Regions from separate parts of the Lactuca sativa genome. Here region 1 is linked to region 2. Evidence: chromatin contacts called from public Hi-C data. All regions are on one chromosome and are shown on one strand. Each heading gives the region's core, a stretch centred on a gene start, on an enhancer-like site or on the middle of the called end of the contact. The rest is flanking DNA. Distances are from core to core; before and after follow the strand shown.

Region 1 (3,407 bases), core at 762-3,261, 470 kb before region 2:
AAAATTTGTGATTTCAACCCTATAACATGCGGTGGTATCATGAAATCATATATGGGATAATCCAAGAATGACAATTTAGAAGTCATACCACTTCTAAATTCGAAACATAGAAAGTACCTTGCTATTTTGTGTTCTTGATGAGAAAATGATTACCTATGATCATTTTTGTGTACATGTGTGATCAACCCAATTTTGGAATGGTTATCATCCTTATATAGATGTAAGAAAATGGTTGGAACTTGGTTAATGGTGGCTACATGCATTATGGCGCCAAAATGGTGGTTAGAAATATGGTTATTTAGACATAACCGAATATTACATAATCGTGATGTCACGACCTATTTTTGGCGAAAATTGCATGGCTAGACTCCTTCATGATATAGATGTAGATATCACACCTTTCCTCCTTCAATAAATGTAGATATTGTCTTGAAAAACCCTTTCCGATTATACACCTTTCCTCCTTCAACTTCACTTTTTTCTTCACTGAAGTTGTCGACAAGAACCCTAAGATCTTCCCTGGTAAATTCCAATCCCTCCTATACCCTTCGAGGAAACCAATCTCATTTATCGGATCATTACTATAACCCGAAAATATTGCATTCTCTGTCATACAAATGAAACCAAAGGATCCAACATCGGTATCAATCTTTTGTTGGAGAAGGTTTTCGAGTAGCCCTGATTCTTTAATGACAACCCTAATGTGCTCTTTCATGGCGTCGATTGCATTGTTTCTTACAAACATTTGGGTCAAAGTTACGTTTCCTAGTTCAGAGCTTGGCGTCTGCAATCGATTTAGAGAGAAGAAGAAGGAAATGACGACCTTACCGGAGAAATCCCAGACGAGATTGGAAACTGCAGAAACCTCATGGTGAGCTCCCATCGGATCTTGGCGAATGTTCAAAGCTCCGACTAGTACAACTTCGTCGAATCAATCCTTGTAGAAATCAGAAGGAAACATATTGATCGAAGAAGGGAAATGGTGTAGTCGATGATGAAGAGGGGTTGTACATCGAAGATATCATCAGAAGCAACGCCGAAAAACCAAGTTTAACCGGAGAAGAGGACCTAAAAACTCATTTTTGACTGGAAATAACGCCGGAAACCGGCAAAATCCACTATTACCGGTCTTACTGATATAATATACATGTTTCAACAAGTTCAAGGGTTAATAAAAACGAAAAATAATTAATGACCAAATGTGATAAAAATTAAATTACATTCTATGATTATACCTAATAATTATTCATGGAAATACTTTTTTTTTTGTTTAGTTACTTCATGTCCTTTTCAAAATAATAATAAAAAAAAAACATGGAGATCTCATACCTACCCCCAACAATACCAATACTACAAAAACGAGAAGGTAGGTACGTGAAATCGTGTTCTATGGCTGCTAGGGCCTCACGTCTGACAAATGGAAAAGTTAATATTTATTTATTTATTTGTTTATTATTATTATTTTTTACAAGTTTATCGATCTTTAAAGAGTAAATTACATGAATGGTCCCTATAGTTTAGAGTAATTAGCGCGTTTGGTCCCTAACTTATTCTCTTAACTCGGAAGGTCCCTACTGTTTGCTTTTGTTAGACACTTGCTCCCTGTCTTACCTAAAAAGACTATTTTTCCATTGATTTTTTTTAATTTATTTAAATAAACATACCTCAACCCCACCCCTTCACCTTATCTTATATACTCCATCATTTTTTTCTATTTAAATAATAGTGTTTTTAGGTAAGACAGAGACCAAACGCGTAACAAAAACAAATAATAGGGAACAATCGCGTAACAAAAACAAATAATAGGGACCTTCCGAGTTAAAAAAATAAGTTAGGGATCAAGCATGCAAATTACCACTAACCGTAGGGACCATTTGTGTAATTTACTCACCTTGTAGACATAAAACTAAATAAAAGTCTTTAGCGTTTATTTGCATGAAAAAATAAAAAAAACATTTTATAATGGCAAACACGTGTTTATAAAAAAACAGTCATATAATCTCAATTTAAAGAACACCCATTGGGAAAATAAAAATAAAAATCAAACACAACTCCATCTTCTTTGCGTAGCAATCTGAAACACCCATAAAGCTTCTGACCTTGTTCATGTAATCTTGACAATCTTTCTTGGCTTTTCTTGAACTCACAACGATGATCCGATTACCAGAAAAGGTGAACACTTTTCTGAGCAACAGATGGCTAGTTTTTGTGGCTTCTATGTGGGTTCAATCTTGTTCCGGGATTGGGTATATGTATGGGAGCATATCGCCGGTGATCAAGAGCACCATGGGTTATAATCAGAGGCAGATTGCAGCGTTGGGTGTCGCTAAAGATATCGGTGATGCTATCGGGTTCATCGCCGGAAGTTTGTGTGAAGTTGCTCCGATTTGGGTCGTTCTTTTCATCGGCGTTGCTCAGAATTTCTTTGGCTATGGTCTCGTTTGGCTCACTGTCAATGGCACCCTGCCGGAGTTGCCTTTATGGGTGGTAAGTCTCTCTCTCTCTCTCTCTCTCTCTCAATATAGATGTATGTATGTATGTATAGCTTGTTGACTTTGAAGATTGAAACACGTTTGTTAGTGATTTTGTGAAAATAGGATCATGACTGCCTATTTGTTTATGTGTTTATCCAACGGAGTTTTCAAAAGTTAGAATTAAACTTTCTTTTGAGATAAGATTTGTTCCTGGAATCCACTTTTGACTTTTAAAAGTCAAAAGGAGAAAGAGTTATGGAGTTTCAAATTCGAGAACTAATATTTTGTTTTTAGTTCAAATTGGCCTTTTCTAAAGCTTCCAACTTTATGTGCAGCTATGTGTTTGCATATTCGTTGGAACAAATGGCGAAACCTACTTCAACACCGGAGCTCTTGTTTCCGGCGTCCAAAACTTCCCCAAAAGCCGTGGTCCAGTCGTCGGAATCCTCAAGGGTTTCGCCGGCTTGAGCGGAGCTATTTTGACACAAGTTTACACCATGTTCAATTTCCCCGATGAATCCGCCATTATTTTCGTGGTGGCAGTTGGCCCCACGATCGTGATTTTATCCGTCATGTTCATCGTTAGACCAGTCGGCGGCCATAGACAAGCTCGACAATCTGATAACACAAGCTTTTTAGCTCTATATGGCGTTTGCCTAATCCTCGCTGCTTATCTTCTAGCTGTTCTAATCCTTCAAGATCTTGTCAATTTAAACCAGCCCACAATCATTGCCCTAACAATCGGATTACTGATTCTTGTATTACTTCCCGTTACGATTCCAATCTTTTTAGTGTTCTTCTCCCCCAAATCCCATGATCCCATGGAAGAAACCCTTCTCATCGAGAATCAAAACCCTGATGTCATTTTAAGCGAAGTAGAAGACGAAACAACTTCAGAAATCGATTCACTTCCCGACACCGAAAGGGAAAAGA
Region 2 (3,360 bases), core at 103-2,602:
TTTCGGTTTCGGTTCCAACATTTTAGGAACCGCCAATACCGGTTCTAGATAATTAGGACAGCTACCCACCTACATTCATCATAGGAAGAAGCCTCTACCACTAAGTACAATCACAAGCCAACAAACTATGTATAGTGAAACAAATCGTCATTTGACGTCACTAAAGAACGGACCTCCACAGATCACCATGTCCTCAATCAACAATAATATATATATATATATATATATATATATATATATATATATATATATATATATATATATATATATATATATATATATATATATATATATATATATATATTAAAGCACATGGATGGTTTTAACAGTAATCTTTTTCAATTCATAGTTTTGACACTTTATTTTTATTTTTTTACATTTTTACCTTAACTTTTTTTAATTCATATTTTTGTCACTTTTAACTTTTCTTAATCATACTTTTGCCACTATATTTTTATTTCCTTACACTTTTGTCTTAACCTTTTTCCAATTTATACTTTTACCACTTTAATTTTATTTCTTATTCACTTTACTTTTATTTCTTTATATTTTTGACTTAACTTTTTTTAATTTGTACTTTGGCCACTTTTAACTTTTCTCGATTCATACTTTTGCCACTATACTTTTATTTCCTTACACTTTTGCCTTAACTTTTTCCAATTCATACTTTTACCACTTTAGTTTTATTTATTTACACTTTTGCCTTAACATGAACCTTTTCCAATGCATATTTTTGCCATTTTATTTTTATTTCTTTACACTTTTGCCACAAAACTTTCACTTTTACTTATTTACACTCTTGGCACTAAAGTTTGATGATTCTTTACACTAACGCCACTAAACTTTGACAACCGTCACTTTTGTGCCAATTTTTTTAGAAAACTTTAAATTATTTCCAACCCATGCGGAGCATGGACTCTTTCCTAGTTCTTTATTAAAGAACATGTCACCTCCTTTATGTGAACGGGTTGGCATGTCTTCGAACCAAATAATAGTTTGACAACGTCTTTGCAAGATCGAAGCAAAATAAGCTTATTTTGGGGCAAATTAGTCCTTTCAAATTTGATATGGACCATCCACGAAACAAATAAATTTTCTTAGGGACCAAAACTAACAAAAAAGGAAATTCTGATTTTAAACTATTACTGCAAATTAATTTTTTTTTTTTTTGGATTGAATCTGAAAAGAATAACAAACCATACGACTACTTTTTGTAGTTTGCACTAAAACTTATTGAAATATTATGCCCGGGGTTGAAATAGGATAGAATAATTAATTGCAGACTAATAATACAAAATAAGAAAAAGAAAACTTTATTTTATACTTTATAGCACAACTCGTTCAAAATGTATAAAAACTAAAATTTAATTAAGAAAAACAAGGATCTGCTTCCTCACCATCATTCCCTCTATTTCAACCAGAGACCTACTCCAACCCTAGACAACATTCAACTATGGCGGCCGTTGCTTCACCAAACCCTCCCGTCTCCGCCAAGCCTCCTTCTATCACCCACCCATTTCAGCCGCGCACCACCCTCCTCCCTCGATTTGCCCTTCCCATTGCTTCCAATCATAAAAAACGCCACCGTCTCCACATCTCCAATGTCCTCTCCGATTCAAAACCGACAACCGCCGCCTCCACCACTACCCGTCCTCCGCTGCCTGCGGAGCCTTTTGTCTCCCGCTACGCCCCTGACCAACCCAGAAAAGGTTCCGATGTCCTCGTCGAAGCTCTCGAGCGCGAAGGTGTCACCGACGTCTTCGCCTACCCTGGCGGCGCATCCATGGAGATCCATCAAGCTCTGACCCGGTCTCAAATCATCCGAAATGTCCTCCCTCGCCACGAACAGGGCGGTGTGTTCGCCGCCGAAGGTTATGCTCGCGCCTCTGGTCTTCCCGGCGTATGTATCGCTACCTCCGGTCCCGGAGCTACCAATCTGGTAAGTGGCCTTGCTGACGCGCTGCTCGACAGTATCCCCATTGTTGCCATCACCGGCCAAGTCCCCCGGAGAATGATCGGAACCGATGCGTTTCAAGAAACCCCGATTGTGGAGGTAACGCGTTCCATTACTAAACACAATTACCTTGTTTTGGATGTCGAAGACATCCCCCGTGTCGTCCGTGAAGCTTTCTATCTCGCATCTTCCGGTCGACCTGGTCCTGTTCTAATCGATGTCCCGAAAGATATTCAGCAACAATTAGTCGTACCCAAATGGGATGAACCCATGAGATTATCTGGTTACTTATCTCGATTACCAAAACCACCAAACGAAGAACATTTAGAACAGATTATTCGTTTAATAGCAGAGTCAAAAAGACCAGTTTTGTACACCGGCGGTGGCTGTTTGGATTCCAGCGTTGAATTGCGCCGATTTGTTGAACTCACCGGAATCCCAGTCGCCAGTACTTTAATGGGTCTCGGAGCTTTCCCAGCTTCCGATGATTTATCCCTTCAAATGCTCGGAATGCATGGAACTGTTTATGCGAATTATGCAGTAGATAAAAGTGATTTGTTGCTAGCGTTTGGGGTTAGATTCGACGATCGTGTAACAGGAAAGCTTGAAGCGTTTGCTAGCAGAGCCAAAATCGTTCACATTGACATCGATTCTGCAGAAATTGGTAAGAACAAAACACCCCATGTTTCCGTTTGTGGTGATATCAAGATCGCATTACAGGGTCTCAACAAGATTCTCGAAGAAAAAGGTGAGATGAAAAATCTTGATTTCTCATCATGGAAGAAGGAATTAGATGAACAAAAGTCAACCCACCCATTGAGTTTCAAAACCTTCGGAGATGCCATTCCTCCTCAATACGCAATCCAAGTGCTCGATGAATTGACTGGTGGAAACGCAATAATCAGCACCGGAGTTGGTCAACATCAGATGTGGGCTGCTCAGTTTTACAAATACAACCGCCCTAGACAGTGGTTAACCTCCGGTGGACTAGGAGCCATGGGGTTTGGCCTCCCTGCTGCCATTGGAGCCGCCGTTGCAAGACCTGATTCCATAGTCGTTGACATCGACGGTGATGGAAGCTTCATGATGAACGTTCAAGAACTCGCCACCATTAGAGTGGAGAATCTTCCGGTGAAGATTCTGTTACTGAACAATCAACATCTGGGTATGGTTGTTCAATGGGAAGATCGCTTTTATAAAGCGAATCGAGCTCACACGTATCTTGGAAACCCATCAAAAGAAACAGAAATATTCCCGAATATGTTGAAATTTGCAGAAGCTTGTGATATCCCCTCAGCAAGAGTAACAAAAATCGGCGATCTTAGGGCGGCGATTCAGACAATGTTGGACACACCTGGGCCGTATTTGTTAGACGTTATTGTCCCACATCAAGAACACGTGTTACC

What was found. Hi-C and Micro-C count contacts between places; a contact is called where the count stands out from the background.
Region 1: a contact with region 2 is called in a Hi-C map of leaf, with 9 times the contacts expected there. The contact joins the promoter of LOC111895361 here to the promoter of LOC111895379 in region 2. A contact is called at or near these places in 2 of 4 Hi-C or Micro-C datasets (bud and leaf).

Annotation. Positions count from the first base shown.
Region 1 is chr4:138,402,311-138,405,717 of Lsat_Salinas_v11, reverse strand. LOC111895361 (protein NUCLEAR FUSION DEFECTIVE 4) reads left to right here and starts at 2,011. Exons shown (of 2, transcript XM_023891441.3): 1 at 2,011-2,487; 2 at 2,810-3,407. The coding sequence starts at 2,152.
Region 2 is chr4:137,930,922-137,934,281 of Lsat_Salinas_v11, reverse strand. LOC111895379 (acetolactate synthase 1, chloroplastic) reads left to right here and starts at 1,352. Exons shown (of 1, transcript XM_023891462.3): 1 at 1,352-3,360. The coding sequence starts at 1,454.